Linked DNA regions of Mus musculus: region 1 is linked to region 2. The links are chromatin contacts, called in public Hi-C maps. All regions are on one chromosome and are shown on one strand. Each heading gives the region's core, a stretch centred on a gene start, on an enhancer-like site or on the middle of the called end of the contact. The rest is flanking DNA. Distances are from core to core; before and after follow the strand shown.

Region 1 (3,035 bases), core at 230-2,729, 180 kb after region 2:
GAGTGCTCAGAGTGAGAGAGGCAGAGCGTGGAGGTCTGAGCCTGGAGTCTCTCTGCTTGGGCTCTGTCTCTGCTGCTGGTAGGCCATATTTTCTTATTCACTGAAACAATACCAGTAACAACATGGGCTGAGGATGGCTCACTGGGTAAAGTGCTTGCTGTCCAAGTGTGGGGCCCTGAGTTAAATTCCCAGCACCCACATAATAGGCTGGGCATGATAGGCATGCAGGTTTGTAATCCCAGCACCGGGGAGGTGGAGACAGAAGGGTCCCTGGGATTTGCTCTACTTGCCTAACTGGTGAGCTTCGGGGCAGTGAGAGACCCTGTTTCACAAAGAAACAACAACTGACTCTGTCCTCAATATGTATACACACACAAATGGTCTCCCTGTGCACACTTTTCTTACACACATGAACATGCATGCAAGCTCATACACATATACCTATACATACACACTCACATACACACACACACACACACACACACACACACACACACACACAAATAACAACGGCTATAAAAAATCAAGAGAGAACAATCAGAACTAACTTTTTAGTTGCATTAATGACCCTTCCTGTTATTATGGCCAAATGCCCAATAGATTCAGGAGAGGAAAGGACATCTTTGGCTCACTATTTCAGAGGGCTCAGATGGTCACGGTGAGGTGTGTGTGAGCAGAGCAGCCTGTGCCACCTTAGTTGCAGACTCTGTGCACTCGGTAAAGCCTAGCTCGTGCTGATCTCTGTGTCTCTGCCTTTCTGGAGACCACATCTCAAACAGCTTTTGCTAATCCAGTTTGCTCCCATTATCAGGAGGAGAACCGAGCAGTGAACTAGACATGTGCCTGAGGAGAGAAAGGTTTACCAAAGGGGACGTCTTGCTTGTGTTTGCTGGAAGGCTTTAGACCCCTGAGGCTCAGAGGTGTGCCGGTTAGGGGTCCCCTGGTGAAGGCGCTTTTGCCTTCCCGTCTTGCTTCTGGGGGGTGGCTATTGAAGTCCGGGGAATGATGTGTTTATCTTGAGGCAAAATGTTTCTTTGCTTTGCAGCTCCAGGTGTGTTTGGCTTTGCAGGGCTCTGTTGTGCGGGGCCACCCCACACTGGTTTGTTATTGAAGCATGACACCCTGGGGGCAGGCAATTGCTTTTCAATCCAAATCTTCCATGACAAATCATGGGCTTCTTACAGAGGTCCACGGGGGAAACGGTTTCAAAGCCTCTCCTTGCTTATCTGGCCAGCACAGTGATACGCATTTCGGAGGCACATTGTTCAGGGAGTGAACACCAGCCCTGTGGCTGAAGGTCCCTGCCAGGCTAAAAGCCATTACCTTCATTCTGCAGCCGAGTCCGTGAAGGCAAAACCCTTTGCTCGATGACGCTTTGTTCCAGAGGAAGTCAGCAGCCCAGCTAAGGCATGCGTGTGCACAGATTGTGAGAGCCCTTTCTTTTCTAGCGTCCTGGGAGTTCTCTGCCGAGTCTCACGCTGCTGTTGGCTCTGGTTTATAGATGGTTCCAACCTTGCACGGAAGCCAGGCAGAAGCTGGGGCAGGGGGTAGGGGGGCAGGGAACAGCATTCCAGGCTCCTGAACTGAAGGGGCACTGCCCGTGCTGTTCTGACCCCAATACCTTTGGGATCCTTTCTTTCCCGACTGTAGCCTGCCTGCCCACGCCAGCTGCTTTCTTGTTCTAATGAGTTTCCCTCCTGCCTAGTTCCCTGGACAGCATGACTCCCTCTGACTTCCCTCTGAGCTGTGTCCTTTCCAAGCCAGAGGCTGCCACCAAGCAAGCTAAAATAAGCCAGAGAGAAGCTGGCGCACCACAGAGGTATCCCACACCACACATTTAGCAACCAGAAAATCGCTACTGCTTTCTGCAAGCAAAGAATCCTGCAGCAAAGACAGCAGACACCTTAGCCTTGTCTCTTCTGAGGCTGGCATCCAGAATGCCAGGGCCACCCTTCCCCAGTCACCTCAGAATCATAGCTCACAGAAGACAGGCTGACAAAGGGGGAAAGTGTGACAAATTTATTTAATCAAAGTTTTATGAGACATGGGAGCCTTTAGAAATAGCTCAGGGGAAACTCTGTTTTTTTTTTGTTTTTGTTTTTGTTTTTGTTTTTGTTTTGTTGTTGTTGTTGTTTTTGTCTTTTCTTTGTGTTTGTTTGTTTAGGATGTCCTGGTTTGAGGGAGAATGGGCAGTGTTATGGTTTAGACAACAAACATCCCTCTGAAAGTTCATGTGTTAGGGCTTGGACCTTAGCCGGTGGCAATATTTTGAGAATCTGGGGAGATAGTGGGAGGGGGTGAGGGTGGCCTTTGGGGACACATTGTCTCTCACCCCTCCTTGTCTTGCTTTCTACTTCCTGACCATTGTACTTTGCATGTGACATGTTCCCTAAAGGCTCTCTAATTTGAACATTTGGTCCCCGGTGAGTGGCACAGTTTGGGAAGGCTGGAACCTTTAGCTGGCAGAGCCTCCTTGAGGAAGTAGGGTCACCGAGGACAAACTTTCTGAGTGTTGTATCTAGATCTTACTCCTTGTTCATTCTCTGCTCCCTAATTAGAGGTATGGTGTGACTAACCGACCTCCCACTCCTTCTACCATGTCCTCCTGGCCTATGGGAGCGAGAGGTGCCAACCACCAGTTACGCCCCTGTACCAGCAGAGAAAGGGAGCTGAGATGTAGGTACCATGCAGTCGTCCTTCTTTGCTTGTTGACTGTGGTTACAACGTGACCACCGAACACAAGCCCCTGGCCTCTGTGACCACCTCATCGGGAAAGACTATAGCCTTGACTTGTGGCGTAGAATGGACTCTTTCTCCCTTTAGTTGCTTCTCCTAATCTATTTTTACCACAACAACACACTAGAAACGAAAACACAAGGTAAGAAGATGAATGGTCATCTGTTCCTGCAAATTCCACGGCCATCAAGCCAAGCATCCCTGTGTTGAGTCCTCTTATCAATGAGCCCAGACAAACCCTTCATCTCTTTACACTGCGTAGGATGGATGCTGCATGCTTTGGTCACTGTGAGAACAGG
Region 2 (3,345 bases), core at 377-2,876:
AAACATTCATTTTCATTTTGTGTATGTGTCTGTCTGTCTGTCTGTCTGTCTGTCTGCGTGATGGTGACAGGGATAGCTAGAAGAGGGTGCCTGATTAGTCCTCTGGAGCTGCAATTGCAGGTAGCAGTGAGCTACTCAGGATAGATGCTGTGAAACTGAACTCTGATCCTCTGCAAGAATGCTATGTGCTCTGAACTGTTGGGCCAGCTTTCCAGCCCCTGTTTTAAGACAGTTTATGTTATATATTCAGAGGTATGCCTAGTTATCCTCGGGAGTGAGTCAGGTAGACCTGAGAGTGTTTATGGCAGGCTGGCCAATTCAACTGTATTTACTACGGAGTGCCTCCTGAGGAGGAGAGGCGTTCCATTCGTTTTAGCTGACCACTTCAGATCGATCGCAGGCCATCACTGAGGGGAGTCAAGGCAGGAACCTAAGGCAGGCCTGCTTGCTATAGCACACAGCATTAACCTCCAATGGAGAGCTCACTTCACTGCCAATCAGGTATAGCAGGAACCACAGAGGACGCTGTTTGCCAGCTGGCTCGTAGATGGGCTTCAGCTCACTTAGCTTTCTTGGATAGTTCGAAACCTAGGTAATGGTGCCGCCCACAGTGGGCTGGGCCTTCGAAGGCCAGTTAACTGTCCAGACCTTTCTTACAGACGCGATACGGGCCAATCTGATCTAGGTAATCATGGACTAAAGCTCTCTGCTCACAGGACCCTAGGCTATGTCACACTGACAGGTAAAGCAAACTAGGATACCAACACAGTGCCTTTTTCAACCCTGTTACCCTACCCACTGCACTAAATCCTGACTCTGCTCATGTCTTTATCAACTTCAGCCGCATCCGCCCGTGCTTACCCGAAGGTTCCTGGTAAGAGGCAACTGCTCTGGCCCACCTTTCCAGCACCTGGTCTTTTTTCTAGGGCCACAGGCTCCTCCCTTCCAGCACGCACTCTCCCAGGCTTCTTCCCACTGCCCCATGCTCCACCCACAGTCAGGTCTCCGGCTGACTCCATGCAGTTCAGTTTTGTAGGTTTATTTTTGCCTCGGGGTCCAGAGGCGAGGTTATGACGGGCCTAACCCCTGACTGGCACTTCCTGTACCCACTGTCCTGTAGCAGGTGCTTTGCTGAAGCAGCCAAAGGGAAGGGATGGGGGAGGTGAGCCAGCTGCCAGGAGCTTGGCACAAGCCAAGGCTTGTGCCGTGCTCCTGGCCAGCCCCGTGCTGCCAGAGATTCGATTCTCAAGTCATTTTTAACAGCTGCTCCCACCCCCCCCGACCTGTCATCTGTCACTTTCCTTCGGCTTCACCGCGACTTGGTAGGAAGAAGTCCCTCTCTTGACCACCCCGCCTTTTACTCCCAGGGTCTGGGAAGCGCCCAGTCTTTCGGTCCCTGGCCACACTGCCCCATCACACTTCCCCTCCTTGGTTTCCTCCAAGTGAAAAGCAAAACTTTCTGCGCTGCGGTCTGGGAGCCGCGAGGGGCGGCGCGCGCGCGCTAGCGAGGGGCCGAGGCTGGAGAGGAAGCGGCGGTCCTGGGCAGGAGGAAGAAGCCAGCCCTCGGCTCGGCCCCCTGCCCGTTTCCCGCCGCCTCCGCGGCCGCCGCTACCACCATCACCACCACAGTCACCGCCGTCCGGGGCGCAGCCGGCCGCACGATGCAGGGCGGGGGTCCCCGGGGCGCTCCGATCCACAGTCCGAGCCACGGCGCAGGTAGGGCCCGGGGTTCTGGAGGAGGGCGAACGAGGCCTGCCGAGATCCGGGCGCACCCTGATGCAGGGGAGGGAAATCGAGGCAGTGAGCGGGGAGTGCAGGGTGCGGGCGGTCGTGTCCCCAGCTCCCACTGCAGCTCCCGTCCAAGCGCGTCCCCGTCCCGAGAGTCCGGCCGCCCTGAGGCGCAGTCGGCGAAGGGCGCGCCCGCACTCCTTCCTTGCGAGGTCCCGGTGGCCGCGAAGGTTTCCGCAGCGCCCAAGTGCAGCTCGATCCCAGGACTCCCTCGGGTGGCCGGCGCAGACGCTGCGGGGACGCGGGGCGAGGTTGAGAGAGGTGTGGGAACTGCAGCCCGCACCTCCCGTGGGGCTGCTCGCCGCCCACTTCCGAGTGTGGACTGTGACGCGCAGGGCAGCGCAGGCTGAGGGGACCCGCTCCATTTCCTCTGTCAGCTTGGGCCACGTACCAACCCCGGTGATGACATCGAGTTAAGTGGGTGGCCGCTTTTCAACCTCAGCAACTCACTGTCAGAAACCCCAAGAAAAGAACGTGATGGCACACGCCTCTTTTCCTAGCACTCGAGAGACAGGAAGACTGTGGAGACTTTCTAATACAATCTGGGCTACAATAGTGAGACTCTATCTCAAAAACCAAAATCAAATCAGAACAATGAAAAATAAAACAAGCACGGAGATCTGCTCCAGACTGGGCTTTGCAGTTTGGGCGTGTGCTGTGCCAAGGAGAGAAGGCAAAGGACTTAGGAGCTTCTTTTGGCTCTTGGAGCCTCAGTTTACCCATCTGTGAAAGGAGCACTAATCACTAGCTTCCCTACCTCCTTAACTGGCTTCTATGAAGACATTTTTGCAATTGGGAGTTGGAAAATACAGGGTTGGTAGGTGGGTGTAGGGTAAGAGTCTTCTGCACCCGCATCCTGGACTCGGGAATGCCTTAGTTTTTCAATTTGTAAAATGGAGCTGATTTTCCTGCCTACGTGGTAGATTTTAAAAGGGGTTTAATGTGGTAGGAGGACATGAAACCCCTGGCCAAATCTCTGCGATACAAAGCAAATTCTCAAAAATCTCTTAGTTGCCCAGGCTAGCCTTAAATCTGCTGCCTAGCCCAGGCTGGCCTCCAATTTGCTAGCCTTTGCCTCCCAAGTGCTGGGATTACAGGTGTGCTCCACTACGCACGGGTCCTTAAGTATTATTTTGACCATGCAAGACCTAAATAATCGTGGGCAATACAGGAATGCCAGTGTGACATGTTAGTGTCTGAGTTACAGGGTATTTGAAAAGACATTTGGCACCTGACATGGAGACCGTTGAGGTTTAGCCAGGATTCTGCCCACAGCAAATAGAGCCCTGGATGAGAAACCTGCTTTCTGAGCTGTCTCTCCAAGTCTCGGGCTTTCTCTTCTGTTTATAAGAAAGAGAAAGCACCTGGGCTGTAATTATTACCTTAGCCCTGAGAGTGCTGCCCTGGGATGGAGAGCAGAACATCTGGAACTGGGGCAGGTGACAGCCTACAGGCGACAGGTGCCACTTTGCAGAGAGTGCATGGGCCAGGCACTTGGTCCTGCCCTTTGATGAGGTCCCCCTCACACCGGTGAGGGGCTGGTGCTACCATCCTCAT

The links. A called contact is a pair of places that touch in the nucleus more often than the background predicts.
Region 1: a Hi-C map of uterus shows a contact between it and region 2, with 3 times the contacts expected there. The contact joins the enhancer-like site here to the promoter of Disc1 in region 2. A contact is called at or near these places in 2 of 484 Hi-C or Micro-C datasets (macrophages and uterus).

What each region holds. Positions count from the first base shown.
Region 1 is chr8:125,234,997-125,238,031 of GRCm38.p6, forward strand. The region is part of intron 11 of Disc1 (disrupted in schizophrenia 1); the gene reads left to right. Among named protein-coding and RNA genes, the nearest start is that of Gm30713, 150 kb to the right of the region's middle. Within about 2 kb of position 1,480, at least 72 of the 459 cell types and tissues checked have an H3K27ac peak or open chromatin away from gene starts, as enhancers often do. A contact at or near this core is called in uterus, where this site is marked.
Region 2 is chr8:125,052,569-125,055,913 of GRCm38.p6, forward strand. Disc1 (disrupted in schizophrenia 1) reads left to right here and starts at 1,627. Exons shown (of 13, transcript NM_174854.2): 1 at 1,627-1,716. The coding sequence starts at 1,662.